Linked DNA regions of Mus musculus: all the other regions are linked to region 1. Evidence: chromatin contacts called from public Hi-C and HiChIP or PLAC-seq data. All regions are on one chromosome and are shown on one strand. The core of a region is the stretch at or near the end of the contact, and the rest is flanking DNA. Distances in the headings are between cores, read along the strand shown.

Region 1 (2,700 bases), core at 27-2,526:
ACCTTCGCCTGTTTGGGCCTCACTTTCATGCATCAAGTGGGACAAAGAACATTGGGAGCTCGGTAGCATTTGGAGGATCTGGTAGACTAACCAGTACCCATTACACATTAGTTTTTGAAAGCCTGTCAGTTAGATGTTCCTGACAGAATGCAGAATCCTTTCTCTGGGGTGTAAGAGACCTACAGATACTGATCCGAGGAGATGCCCATGCATAGAAGTTTATGGAAAATGTTGGGAGTGCAACTCTAGGGGGTGTTTATGAGCATGTATTGCTCCTTGGGACTGTAATGCATGCTTTAGGGGGCAGCTGGCCACTAGCTCCACCCAGTGCTCGGAGGATGCAGCGTCTGCAGCCACCAGTTTGCTCTGCAAGGATGTGGCTAGCTGGATATCACAAACCAGCCACAAGAGTCCAGTTGTCCTAAGGAGGTCAAGGGCCTCAAAGAGCCTTTGCTTTGGACCCCGTACTGTTCACATAATGGCCTCAATGCTCAAGTACTGGCCTGGGAGAATTCCTGCCTGTCCACTTATGCACGCATGTACATATGTATGCACACCATTCATACGCTTATGGGAACAGAACTGCAGACTGATTTATTTACTAGCACGGACAATCTGAGTGTCTTCCAGCTTGTCCTTTGTTCAGTGTCAGAATATGATGCCAGGTAATGCCCAGAAAGAATCTTCTATTTAGTTTCTGCTGCCTTTCAGCCATCCCCATTTTACTGGCTAGAGAACGGAGGTAAGAAGGGATAAGTGCTTTGCCTTAGGATCCAAAGCAAGGAAGTGACAGAGCCAGTAGCAACAAGAAAGGTACCAGGGTGTCCTGACCAGTGTTGGGGCTCCTCTGGGAGGTGGTGTCTGCCCCACTGGAGAGTGTGATTTAAGCATCTTCTCCACTCAGCACTCCCATTTTGCAGATTGGAAGAGTGACTGTGCTCACATCTGGTAAGCTCTGAGCAGGGGCTGTGGTTTCAGCCCACACAGCTGGGAAATTCCAGGCCTGAGGCTGCTGCTGGGTGCACAAGGTTCATTTAGAATCCAAATGAAAAATAATGATACTAAAAAGGAGCTTGACAAACACGGTTGCATACAGAAGCCTGGGGGCCGGCCATTTCCTGAGACTGCTCTTCAGGGCTGCCTGCCTGCCCAAGGCCTTGCCCACTGCTGGGGATCCTTGGCCAGCCAGCCGATGGCCCTGGCAGAGCCTCTAACTGAGCCCTACCCCCAGTCCTGCTGACACAGGCATCCTGGTCCCTTACCTCCCAGCCCTCCCTTGCCTGCTGGCAGGCTGTGGTAACAAGATGCCCTTTGTGTGTGTGTTGGGGGAAGGGGGCAGTGGGCAGCTCCTATGCTGCTTCTTGCTTCTGAGTCACAGCTCCTGCCAGCTCTGGGGACAGAGAGTTGCAGGTGACTGGCCAGGCGGCAAGAAGCCCAAGACCTTGGAGATGACCTCAGACAACCCCTTCCTCAAACAGTGGGGAAAGTGAGGCTGAGAAGGGGGAAGGGAGTGTCCTCTAGGCACTTGTTAAGGGGGAACATACTTCTGTAGCCAGGGGCTTCCACACTTGCAGGGACTTAGTAATATCCTTTGTTCACCAGAATAGCTACTGTGTCCAGGGACACATATGTACAAGCTCACACATGTGCATGTGAGCACATGTTCATAAGCATGTGATTGAATGAACTTGTGTCAGTATTCATGTTTCCCTAAGGTCCCCACACTTCCTCCAAGACTTTAAGGCCTGGCCTCAGGGACATTTGTCTATTCTGTCTGATGCAGAGGTGACCTAGGCTTGTCCTTACCCACTGCTTAAACATTTCCACCAAGGCAGCTGTGTGTCTGTGATGGGCAGTTCACTTCTTGACACGTCACGCCTGAGCCCGAGGTGATATGTCTCAGCTCCCTGACGTAGTGCAGTATGGGACTCACAGTGGCTTTAGACAGATGATATTTCTGAGGACACTGGCTCCAGAGCCAGGCTGCCAGGCTGACTTCTGGCTTCCTCATTTCCTGGTGTATGACTTAGGATCTTTACATCTTCTCCGGGTCTCCATTTCCTCATCTGTAAAGTGGAGACCTCAACAGACTTGCCTCTCAGGGTTGTTTTTTTTACACATTACAGGGATTGGTTTTTACCCATGAAGCTCTGAGAACTCCTAGCTGTCTCTGGCAGGCCCTTAAGGAGTATTAGAGTCTATTATTAGTGCTTTTCCTGAGCCCACGCAACCCCAAGGGAGATGCAGAGGTCTGGAGCTGACTTGGATTCACAGCCTGGTTGTAAGACTGAGGAGAGGACAGGTTTTTTTTGGTCTGCTGACAGATCAGCAACAGAAATGGCAGAGGCTTTTCTTGGGAGGACATGACTGTTCTGGGCTATGGCCTCCTGAATGTGGCCACTCTGAACTGTAGCTTCCAAATTTCAGCATCTCTGATGTCCCATGGGCCTCCCAGACACAGCAATAGCTAGGCTTCAGGAGGGAAGACAGTGAGGCCCCTGGCTAGAATGGGGGCTTTGGTGGCTTTGGCTGGCAGTACATTCTCTCTCGCTGCTGCTGTGATGCCTTACCTAATGCTGGGATGACCATCTGGGTCCCAGGGCTCTGAGGGGACCTGCCGGCCATCTGCCTGCTTGGCATTGCCTGCTTCCGAGAAGCAGCAGGGTGGCTTGGGCAAAGCAGCCCCCATCCGCTTCCTCC
Region 2 (2,700 bases), core at 68-2,567, 270 kb before region 1:
GTTCAAGGTTATCCTTGGCTACATGGAAAGTTTGGGTCTAGCCTGGGCTGTATGAAGCCCCGTCTCAAAAACAAAACAAAACAATAACCCTAAACTCTAAACCCAAACTAAACAACACAAAACACAGGCGGGAGATGGCTCAGTAGTTAAGAGCACTGACTGCTCTTCCAAAGGTCTTGAGTTCAAATCCCAGTAACCACATGGTGGCTCACAACCATCTGTAATGAGATCTGATGCCCTCTTCTGGGGAGTCTGAAGACAGCTACAGTGTATTTACATATAATAAATAAATCTTAAAAAAAAAAACAACCACAGTGCAGATGAATAAATACTGTTCTCTCAACACACCGGCCACTGTGGACTAAGAATCAGTACCAAGAGGCTCAGTCAAGAACACAATGTGAGCACAGGCCTTGGGGTCTGAGCAGCACATTCTCCAAGAGGATAAGAGTGAAGCAGGCTCAGTATTCTTGGTGTCCAAGGAGGGGGATATCAGGGCTAGACTGGAGAGAGAAACGGCATGGCTCAGGAGCAGGGCCCAGGAGCACAGGTGGCTGACTGAGGACTAAATGCAGCTTGTGAAAGTGAGGCCTGTGGCCAGGCAAGAAGGGAGGGGCTGAGCCACAGATGGCATAAAGTACCTGGCTGGGACACCCTGCAGAGCGTGTTTTCACAGAAAAGGGAGACCTCTGGCCATCCATTATCCTTCTGGATTCCCAGCTCTGGTATGCTGGACAGAGGTTCTCGAGTGACCGATCTCGAGTGACCGAATAAAGCAAAAAAGTCTGTCTTTCCCCCACCACACCCCACCCTTCAGAACTGCTTTACAAACTCCCTACCACCTTCCAGGCTCGTGAAGATTTGATTCAGGTTTTAACAAGCAGCTGGACAGGTCCAGGGGGGAGGGGGGCCCCCTGTCTCTCATCATCTTGGCTCCCAGGCTACTGTATCTAAGGCCCCTACTACCCTCAGCACCATGGCTGGGCCTTGTGGGAGGAAACCACCTTTTCCTGTTCTGCCTACCACTGACAGAGTACAAAGCTAGCCAACATTTCCCAAGTGGGCTCTCCACTGCCTGGCCAGTAGGTTCCCTGTCTCAGAACAAAGGTGGCCATCTACTTAGTGTGCACAGGGCCCGGGGGCTGCTGGACGCATGCTGGAGAAGCAAGTGACAGGCACAAGGGGGGCGGACCCAGGCCTCACGACAGAAGTGGCATCCACCAGCACACTGTGACTCATCGCCTTCTAAGGGCTCTGACTTGACAGGCAACCACAGCATCAGGCCTGTGATGTGTCACCTCTGCCTGGACTCTCACCCCTGTCTCTGCAAACCAAGGACAAACCAAGCTCCTGTGCCAGCAGGGAAAAGGGACTGGAGTGGGAGGGGACTGAGTGGCAAAAGGTGTCAGGGAGAAGGGCTCTGGGAGATGCATGCCAGGCCTTTGGGAGAGGCGTAAGCACTGGCCAGTCTCAGTGATCAGCACTGTTAGTGACCTGAGGCTCCTCCTCTGAGCTTTTCTTATTAATTAATTAACTAATTAATTAAATGGTGTGATGGTGCTTAAGTTTAATCCCAGCACTCAGGAGGCAGAGGCAGGTGAATTTCCAGAGGCCAGGTTGGTTTACATAATGAGTTCCAGGTCAGCCAGAGCTACACAGTAAGACCCTGTCTTGGAAAAGGGAATTGTGTGTGCGTGTGTGTAGAAACACTAGGCCACAGCACACATGCGTAGGTCAGAGGACAACCTGTGGGAGTTGGTTCTCTCCCTCCATGATGTTGGTTCCAGGAGATCAAACAAAGTAGTTGTCAGGTGCCTTTGTCCACTGGGCTACCTCAGTGGCCGTTTTTGCTCTCTTGTTAAAAATAATTTTCTGGGGTGGGGGCAAGAAGAGCCTACTACCAACAGAGCCTGGTACAGCTGTGCAAAAAATAACAACTCATACAACTTGTGTTTTTCCTTTTGTTTTGAGACACAGCCTCACTATGTAGCCCAGGTTGGTCTTGGATTTTTGACCCTCCTGCACACACCTCTCCTGAGTGGGATACAGCCTGTATCTTTGGTACCCTTTGGTTTCGCTTTCTATAGTGTTGGCAATCGAACCCAGGGCCTTGGGTTTGCAAAACAATACTCTACCACTGCCCCACCCCCAGCCCCTGCTTGCTCTGAAGGGGCTGGGAAGGGAGGAAGAGCCGGTCAAGAGGAAATCAGGCTAGTGTTTGGAGGCCATACAAGTCCCTGGGGATCCCCGTGCACCAGGCTTGGTTCTAATCTTCTTCCCACAGATGAGGAAACTGTGGGTCAGAAACTGGTGTCCAGTCTCACGGCCCCATGCCATGCCATGCCTCCACCTAGCATTCCGGGGCCTCGCTTTAGATTGTAGCAAATCCCTGGCCCTGGAGGAGGCAGGAGCTCACCCTTGATCTCAGAGGCTCCAGCGGCTTTGATTGTAATCAAATTAATAGATAAACAAGATTTATTAGACTCTTAATTAGCTTTGCGACACCGATTTGCATAGAGACAATGTGCTAATCACAAATGGCTTTTTAAACCACTCATTAAAAACCTGGGATGAGGAAACAGACGTTGTTGGGATAAAGTCCAGATCACCTCAGGGACACTGAAGGTGTCCTTCTGCCCAGGCAATGGCTAGATCCTCCAGGTAACACACAGCTTCTGTCCTGGAGTTACGGTGGGGGTG
Region 3 (2,700 bases), core at 7-2,506, 410 kb after region 1:
AACCTCTAATTCCAAGCTCTGAAAAAGGCAACAGATTCCTGCCCCTAACTACCTCCGACTCCTGGAAGGATCTTGGACACCTTTCTAGACCAAGCCTGTGTCCCAAGAGCTCACTGTCTACTGGTATATAATAAATGTCAGAATTATATTGAGGCCATCAAGGCAAGGACGACCAACAACATTACGAAACTCAAAGCCTCACAGCCCACAAGATACCTCTCTGGCTCTGTTTTCTCATCCCTCCCTCCCCTCCTTCCTGGCTCCCTCCCACAAGACCCACCCTGCAACTCCTATTGGGTCCATCTGCTGCCTCTTGAACCAACGTGAATCTCTGCTTCAGACTCTGGAGGAATTGAGGGAAATGATTTCCTCATCTCATTCCACATCAATTACTTCTGACCATGCCTTAGGTCCCAGGGCCATGTCTGTCCCCAGCCACCCAGCAAGCTTCTGGGCTCTGGTCCCAGTCAAATGTAGGAAAGCAAAAACCATGAGCAGACCTTCAAGGGAAAGAATTATAAAAGAGTCTCATCTCTTTAAAGACTACGCAGCTGACTCACACTGCATCCTGAAGTTTATAGCACTGTCTCCACAACACACGGTGGGGGCTGGGGTTGTAGCTGGCTGACACCCGCCAACCTGGCTCCTGAGGCCCACCCACAGTTAGCCCCTAGCCCTGATCCACAGACTTGGAAGCCAGCAGAGTTCACACACTGAAGCCTCTCCGAGCCTGGCTGTCCCTTCAGAAGCTGACCCTGCCTGACAAGTCATGTGTCGTTTTAGAACCCTGCTCCTTATGGGGTAGTCTCCATGGGCTGGGGACATTAAGGAAAATACAAGAAATGGGAACGGAGGAGGATTCTGAATCCTCTGAAACATGCTACCCTAGAGGGAGATACTAGATCCCTATTTGTTGAGCTTAAGAAATGCCAGCTGATTTCAACACACTCCTCAGTAAGTCCCTGATTAAGAAGGCAAGACACTGTCACAGGAGACACATGCCTCATCTCCATGCCAATGCAGTGGGTCTCTGGATAAGCCCAGCTGATGGCACATGTTTCTTTCCCTGGCACAGACAAGCATGGAGAACAGATACTACTAATGCCCACTCCTCGGGCCTCAAAGCAGGCAGGGAGCCTGGTAGCTTCCATAGAAGGGCACAAAGGTTCTGCAGCTGTGCTGAGGTCAGGGACAGAGGCCTGGGCTCAGCAGAGAGAGCCAAGTGCCTGGTCCAACTGCTACCGCTGTGAGTTGGGCTGCATGCCGGAGGCAGACGGTACAGGGCCAGCCAGCCTTTCATCACTGCCTGGGCCAGGCCTGCAGTCTGCAGCGTGCCCTCCCCTCCCCTCTCACCACAGGCTTGCTCTCTCAGCCTCCATCACTGCCTCTTTCTACTCTTTCTTCCTCTGCCTCTCTTATCCTCTCTAGGTCCACCCACTTTTCCTCCTCCTCCCCCCCCCCCCCCACTCTGTCTCTGTCACCTGTTTGCCAGCCTCTTTCTACCTCTGTCTGAGTCAAAGTTCAGGGGAATAGGAGAGAAGGAGGTCGAGTTCTAAAGAAATCCCAACTAAAATCACGCAGAAACCTACTATGGTTTGTGACTCTACCCTCAAGTTTATTTTAATCACGAACACACAGTGCAATGCCATTGAGGGGTGGGCCTTTACAGGGTTTGGTGTTTGTTAGGGAAGACCCTCATGAATGAGACTGTTTCCATTATAAAAGAGGTTTTGGGGAGGGGAAAGGGTTGCCTACCCCTGTCACCAAAGGACATTTGTAGAAGGTACTGTCTGTGATGTTAGAACTGGGTCTTCTGCAGACATGGAGCCCACCCAGGCAGCAGGCTCTGCTTGGTGCCCCTGGGCAAGGAAAACGCTACAGTATCAGGTTCATACTGGCACCCAAATCATCTTTTGGGCTCTGTTTCTGCTTTGACAGGGCTCCAGTGCATACACACAGGTGGATTTGGGGATCTGCTGCATACCCTGATGTTCCCTATGGGCAGGGGCAACCCAAAGAGAGGGCCAGGAGAGGTAGAGGGTGTAGCCAACTGTAATCCCTGGAGGGCAAAGTCAGAGCTTAGCCTGGGATGACTATCAGTCGCTTGTCACTGTAACAAATGACCCTAGACAATCAGTTTAGCAAAGGCAAGGGGTCATTCCAGCTACTGTTTTCACAGTGAGAGTGTGGCAAAGGAAGGTTTTCACCTCGTGGTGGATAGGAAGCAAATGGGCAGTGGGTGATACACACACTCAGTGGTGTAAATTCTTCCCATAAGATTCCACATTTTGAAAACTGTACCACTTCCTAGTAGCACAATAGGATGAGAAATAAGCCTTCTCCACACCTATCTTTGGAGGACAGCCTACATCCAGCCTGGCATTGTTTCAATACAGATGCTTACCCGCCAAGGCTCATGCATGAAGGGCCCGGTGACACCTAGACAACATTGGATGGCTCCTTCTCCCTCAGTGGATGCATCTAAAGCTGCATGGGCCACCAGGAGGTGAGGCCTGATTGGAAGAAACACGCCACTGGAGGCACACTCTCGAAGGGCCTGCCTCCTCTCCAGTCCCTTTTCTGTCTGCTTCCTAACTGCCATGAAGTGAGCAGCTTCTCTACCACAGGGTGTTATCCCTGTGTACTGCCCCTATGGTCATGTGATCATGGACTGACACCTCTGGTATAGTAAGCAAAAAT
Region 4 (2,700 bases), core at 157-2,656, 430 kb after region 1:
AGCCAGGGCTGTCTGTACAGAGAAACCCTGTCTCGACCCCCCACCCCCACCACCAAAAAAATAGAACTCCTCCCACCACGGCTCCTACTGAGCTCCTCCCACCATGGTTCTTGCTGCTCATGTCTGTTTTCTGCTCTATTTCCTGTTCGCTCCACAAGAGGTCTTTAAATTGTCCTTGAGAATTGACCCATGGCCTACTCGGATTTATATAAGTACTGAAATGTTCGTTCTCTCCTGCACCCCAGCCTCTGCATGCTACTCACAATGAGGCCATTTCAAGCTGGACCTTTAGAATAAAGTAATCAACATGAAGGGAACATCTTTCTGTGTTGTTTCTTTCAGGTGGGTTTTTGTAGTTTTCAGAACTATAAATGTGTTGTACTTGGTCATGGATTTTCTTGGGTTTGTATGAGATTCTACCTCCTGAATCTGGTTTCTCCTGCTAAATTTAGATCAGTAAGCCTTTACAGATCTTCATTTCTATAATTTCAGTAAGACATATCTTCTGATGTGGTCAGCTAGGTCCCTAAGACTTCCTAGTTTTGTCTATTTAACCTGTTGACCAAATTGTGTATGTTCTGTCCATCTGCCCTCTAGCTCCGTAATTATTTCTGCCCTTCTTCATCTTTGCTCTGCTTTTAAGTCCATTCAGATAAATTTTATTTGTTTGTTATTGCATTCTCTACAACATCCATTTTTCTTGCTTTTCAGTTTCTGTTTCTTTACTGAGATACCCTTTTCATTTGCTTGAAGAGAATTCATAATTACTTATTGATGAACTTTCACAATGACTGCCTTAAAGTCCTTGGCAGATCCTTCCGATATTTGAATCATTTTCCTGCTGGTTATCATCGTTACTCAGCATGTTCTCCTGCTTGCAATAGGACCTAGTTTTGTTATTGCTATAGCCTTGGCACTTTACACATGATGTCATGAAACTCAATTCTATTTGATTCTCTTCTCTGTTAAAAGAAACCAAGCTGTCCATTTTAAAAGACATGATGGAGAGCTGGAGGAGTCCCTGTATTCAGCTTCCAGCAGGGGCCACTGTCACTAAGGAGGCTAAAGTAAAGGGCTGACTCACTGGCTTTGTTGCTGGGGAGGAAGCTCACACAGCACAGAGCTGACACCAGGGACTGAAAGGGTCATAGTCTTGCTTCCCACCATCTATGCTCCTGTGTGGTGATCAGGAGGTAGAAGTGCAGCTCCTCTAACGGACCCACTGATTCCAGAGTAAGAAGGGAAAAGGGCCTGGACTCTTTCCTCTTAGAAGGCCCTTTCCTGGCTTCCTGAGTGTACCCTCAGCTCCCTACTGGAGGCCACTGATACAACCATGGGGGCACTGGCACGCAGACTGTTTCCTCTGGGAAAGGAATTAAAGAGCAGCTCCCCACTCAACCCAGCCAACGCTGTCTTGGCACAGAAATTGGAGCAGTGCCTAGTTCCGCTGGGGGGAGATGAAAGGTCTCTCTATTCCTCCCCATTTGGCATCGCTCCGATGAGGGAGCAGAGCCCTTTCTGAGCCCGTGAAGCAGAGGGAGACATGAGGGCCAGTGGAAGGCCAGTTCCTGGCTCCAGTCTGTAAAACTGTGTGTCTGTGTGTGTGTGTGCAGGTGAGGGTTTCTGCCAGTGCTCAGCTGGAGTAGTGCGGATATCACTACGAATAGTTTCTGTCCTTAGGGTGCCCTGGATCTGGTCCTTTAGTTATGGGTAATAGGTTTCCTCTCTCTCTCTCTCTCTCTCTCTCTCTCTCTCTCTCTCTCTCTCTCTTGCTCGTTCTCTCTCTCTCCTTTCCATTCCTGTTGTTGAAGTTTATGGGTCAGAAGCCTCAGCAGCACCCGACTGGCATATGTAGTGAACAAGAAGGAAACTGAATACACGCCATAGCTCCTCTAGTTCCCAAAGCCCTCCCTCCTCCCTCCTCCCTCCTCCCATCCTCCATGGTTCTCCCACACTTGTCTCTTCTCTCACACCAAGAGGTCTTCAGCTTCAGCAAGGGCCTGGGGTGAATGATGGTACTCTAGTTTGCCACAAATGAAACTCAGAAAAGCATCCCAGCGTTCACTTTTAGAAGGAGACTGGTGGTCAATATCTAGCTTGGACCCAGCAGCAGCCAGCTTACAGCACAGCCATGGCCATGGTCCCACAGGCTCAGCTCATGGCCCTGTCAATCACAAGAGCTCTCCCTAAGGGTACCTAGTTTTTGTTTTTCTTTCTCCTTGCACAATGGATTAGTTTCTCCTGAGAAATTCACTCCATCTTCCACCAACTGGCAGAACAGTAGCGACCTGCTCCTACAGGGTAAAGCTGAATTTTCCACTGGGGTATGGTGTAGCCTGTGTGTTTTCCCTTCTTTAGATAGCGAGTCCTGCTTTCTTTATCACACCAATCAGGTAAATTTTTTTTTCTAGCACTAGTTTTCTGGCTCCCTAATGCCACTCTGACACACAGCGATTCAATCTGTTTCTGACACCGATGACTATAGGGCAGTGTAGACAGTCTAGGCCAGTGCTTCTCAATGCTGTGACACTTTAATACAGTTCCTTATGTTGAGGTGATCCTCCAACCATAAAATTTTTTTATTGCTATTTCATAACTGTGATTTTGCTAGTTATGAATTGTAAATATTTTTTGGAGCTAGAGGTTTGCAAAAGGGGTCAATCCTTCATGGCAGTCCTGACTTTAAACACTATTGTCGAG
Region 5 (2,862 bases), core at 52-2,551, 300 kb after region 1:
ATAGTTTCTCTTTAGCAGCTGATGGGGAGAGCCAATGGGCCCTATTACCCATGTCCCCATGTCTCTACAGAACTCAGAGATGACACAGAGATGTCCGTGCTACCCACAGACGGTCATGCAGAATTGTGAGGAGCAGGCTAGCAGGCTAGCAGGCAGGTGGCCTCACAGTGATGAGTGGCTTAGACAAAGATGGCCACTGGAGAATTACAGCCCCTGCCCCAAACTCCCTGGGGAGATCCTGAGCCTGGCTAATGACCTAAATAGTAGTGTTCTGTTAATTCCCTGCTCACCTGGGTACACCGGCTCCCTCTAAGGACCCCCGTGTCCTGAGCACAGTAACCTCACAGTCTCCAGTCCAGGAACCAGCTGTGGCCTCCACATCTGTGCACAGCCTGGGTGGCTCAGAGTCTGAGCAGCTGGAGAATACAGGCCCAACAAAGGCAGGAAACAGGGAAAACCAACCAGAAGAGAAACAGCAATGCACTTCCTCCACAGGGACGCATCCACTGTCTCTTCTCTCTGAGGAAGCTTGGCCTCTCACTGCAAGATCTCTCTAGCTGTATAAGGAAGGCAGTTTCCTGTCACACTGACAAGTTACCTGACACAGTCAACTCAAAGGAGTGAAGACCTGAGATTTTGGTCCATCCTGTCCAGCCATGTTGCTTTTTGACTAGGGGTATCACAGGACCAGCATGGTGGCAAAGAGGCCTGAGGCCCGAGGCCCACATCCTTCTGGGAAACAAAGCAAAGAGAGGGTAGGGGTCAGATTCCAATATGTCTTCAAAGACACTTTCCCAGGGACCTTACCTTCTCCTGTTGGGTCTCTACAGTTAAAAGGTCTTATCACACCCTAACAATAGCACAGGCTAGGAACCAACCTGTCAACTCACAGGCCTTTGAGGAACACTTACCATCCAAAGCACAGCAGTGTTTGGTCTAGGTTAGGGAAGAGCACGTGGTGTGCCAGAGCATCCTTGTGCTGAAGCCTCCTTGGGGTCCTGGCGGCTTTGCCTTGCAGGCTCAGACCTGGACCCACATCAGTTTCTCCTTTCTCCAAGGACTTAACTGCCCAGGGGAGGCTGCAGTGGGTTTCTATGAAAGCGGCAGGATTTCCCTGCCGTGCTGTCTCTCCTGGGAAACCTCCAGCATGCACTACAACACATAACTGTCACTCCAGTTTCTTTCCCCCGCTCCTCAGGGTTTCTCTCATCCCCTTCCAGACATGTGTCCTACCTTTCTATTCACCTTCCACATCTGCATCCAAACTCTAACCATGCTCTGCTGTGGGAGGGGATGGTTGACAGCCGCCAGCATGCGGGAAGAAGGGGGTGCTTTTCCTCCCACTAGCAAGATGCTCTAGGACGGGCTGCTTGGGATCCACTGTCTTCGTAGAGAAACTGGGAGAAGGGGGCAGATGTGGAAACTGAGGCTCAAAGAGACTATGACCTCTCCCCAAGGTCTACCTGAGGTTGTACATCAAGTCGGTGGTGGGGCTGGGCCATGAGCCTATAGCACTGCAGCCTGAATCTCAGCCAATTCTAAGTCTTTTCGGGAACCTTTTTGACAGATGGCTTCCCTCTGCATGAATGCTTCTAGTTCCTGGGAGCCCAGCCCTGTGGAAGGCAACTTCTGTGCTTCTGGGCAGAGCCCCAGCTCCTTCTACCCTGCAAAATGTTGCTTTGTGACAGTCACCTTCCACTGACACACCTTACCTTTCATTTGTTGGGTCATTCATTCATTCATTGATTTGATCACATGCCTGTGTCTAGTGAAGTTCATGAGCCCATCTTAACTTTCCGAGCTGGGACGGCCCCATAGAGTACAACCCGTGTGGTGTAGACCTGAGTTCTGCTCCAGTGATTCTATCTCTGCTCTCTCCTGCATCTTCAGGACCAACCACAGCAAAGGCGCTACATAATGAAAAGGGTATTTTCATTGTGGGGAATATGAATGAGCTGACGTGGAACAGGAAGATGTCCAGGTATGGTGACAACACACAACACAGTCAGTTCTTCTAGGGGCGGGGCTTTCCTGAGGAAAGGGGAATTAGCTGTGAGACAAATGGTAAGGTTTCCAGAGACAGTAGGTGGGGGGAGCTAGGAGGAGCAGAGGCAGAGACAATGATAGACAACAGACATGATACAATGGAGGTGCTCCCTCAAGCCTGTGTGCTGCGGTCTCGGGGTGAGAATAGTGAGCAAAAAGAAAGGAAGCAACAAGAGACCGTTGAACACAAAAAGCCTTGAACCCTAAGCAAAGGCATCTGCATGTTGGTCTAAGGCAAGAGGAGGCTGCGGTGGGTTTCTATGAAAGTGGCAGGTTTCAAGTGATGCCCTGTGATGATAGCTCTCTCTCTCTCTCTCTCTCTCTCTCTCTCTCTCTCTCTCTGTGTGTGTGTGTGTGTGTGTGTGTGTGTGCTCGAGTGCACATCTCTGTATGCATGTCAGTGCTTATATGTATGTGCTCCTTTGTGTGTCTTTCATCTGTGTGTCTCTGTTGTGTATATATTTTGCATCTGTGTGTGTATGTCTCTGTGCGTGTCTTTATGTGTGTGTCTACGTATGTCAGTGTGTGTCTCTATCCATGTGTCTGTGTATGTCTGTGAACGTGTGTGTGTGTGTGTGTGTGTGTGTGTGTCAGTGTGAAATGTATCTGCTAGCTCCACTAGGAAGCCTCACAATCATCCAGGTGAGACATGATTACAGGGCAGCCAAATGACCAATCATTTCTCAGCTGAATGGTAATTGGACATTCCAGACTCCAGGGTCTTGGTATCCTCCACCACAGCTTCCTCTGCACTGCTAGCTCACCACGGGAGAGTGACTTAAGCTGCTTATGGGTAATCCAGCTCTCAGCCCTCAC

Evidence for each region. Hi-C and Micro-C count contacts between places; a contact is called where the count stands out from the background. HiChIP or PLAC-seq counts read pairs in DNA pulled down with a chosen protein or histone mark.
Region 2: a contact with region 1 is called in a Hi-C map of bone marrow-derived macrophages, with 2.9 times the contacts expected there. The contact joins two enhancer-like sites. A contact is called at or near these places in 1 of 484 Hi-C or Micro-C datasets (bone marrow-derived macrophages) and 5 of 115 datasets of contacts at active chromatin or transcription factors (bone marrow-derived macrophages, cardiomyocytes, effector CD8 T cells and 2 more).
Region 3: a contact with region 1 is called in a Hi-C map of cerebellum, with 1.6 times the contacts expected there. The contact joins two enhancer-like sites. A contact is called at or near these places in 2 of 484 Hi-C or Micro-C datasets (cerebellar granule neurons and cerebellum) and 7 of 115 datasets of contacts at active chromatin or transcription factors (astrocytes, embryonic hindbrain, embryonic stem cells and 3 more).
Region 4: an H3K27ac HiChIP or PLAC-seq map of neural progenitor cells shows a contact between it and region 1, with 2.3 times the contacts expected there. The contact joins two enhancer-like sites. A contact is called at or near these places in 5 of 115 datasets of contacts at active chromatin or transcription factors (astrocytes, bone marrow-derived macrophages, cardiomyocytes and 2 more).
Region 5: a contact with region 1 is called in a Hi-C map of cerebellar granule neurons, with 1.7 times the contacts expected there. The contact joins two enhancer-like sites. A contact is called at or near these places in 4 of 484 Hi-C or Micro-C datasets (the N1E-115 cell line, cerebellar granule neurons and cerebellum) and 5 of 115 datasets of contacts at active chromatin or transcription factors (cardiomyocytes, embryonic basal ganglia, embryonic fibroblasts and 2 more).

What each region holds. Positions count from the first base shown.
Region 1 is chr14:25,370,392-25,373,091 of GRCm38.p6, reverse strand. The region is part of intron 1 of Zmiz1os1 (a long non-coding RNA gene); the gene reads left to right. Among named protein-coding and RNA genes, the nearest start is that of Gm41113, 7.5 kb to the left of the region's middle. Within about 2 kb of position 1,276, at least 161 of the 459 cell types and tissues checked have an H3K27ac peak or open chromatin away from gene starts, as enhancers often do. A contact at or near this core is called in astrocytes, bone marrow-derived macrophages, cerebellar granule neurons and 2 more, where this site is marked.
Region 2 is chr14:25,639,153-25,641,852 of GRCm38.p6, reverse strand. The region is part of intron 7 of Zmiz1 (zinc finger, MIZ-type containing 1); the gene reads right to left. Among named protein-coding and RNA genes, the nearest start is that of Gm52102, 21 kb to the left of the region's middle. Within about 2 kb of position 1,317, at least 130 of the 459 cell types and tissues checked have an H3K27ac peak or open chromatin away from gene starts, as enhancers often do. A contact at or near this core is called in bone marrow-derived macrophages, where this site is marked.
Region 3 is chr14:24,958,752-24,961,451 of GRCm38.p6, reverse strand. All of the region lies in intron 2 of Gm32068 (a long non-coding RNA gene), which reads right to left. Among named protein-coding and RNA genes, the nearest start is that of Gm32068, 9.7 kb to the right of the region's middle. Within about 2 kb of position 1,256, at least 76 of the 459 cell types and tissues checked have an H3K27ac peak or open chromatin away from gene starts, as enhancers often do. A contact at or near this core is called in cerebellar granule neurons and cerebellum, where this site is marked.
Region 4 is chr14:24,938,452-24,941,151 of GRCm38.p6, reverse strand. No RefSeq gene overlaps it. Among named protein-coding and RNA genes, the nearest start is that of Gm32068, 11 kb to the left of the region's middle. Within about 2 kb of position 1,406, at least 60 of the 459 cell types and tissues checked have an H3K27ac peak or open chromatin away from gene starts, as enhancers often do. A contact at or near this core is called in astrocytes and neural progenitor cells, where this site is marked.
Region 5 is chr14:25,073,325-25,076,186 of GRCm38.p6, reverse strand. Gm41112 (a long non-coding RNA gene) reads right to left here. Exons shown (of 3, transcript XR_874428.3): 3 at 2,825-2,862. Among named protein-coding and RNA genes, the nearest start is that of Gm41112, 24 kb to the right of the region's middle. Within about 2 kb of position 1,301, at least 18 of the 459 cell types and tissues checked have an H3K27ac peak or open chromatin away from gene starts, as enhancers often do. A contact at or near this core is called in cerebellar granule neurons and cerebellum, where this site is marked.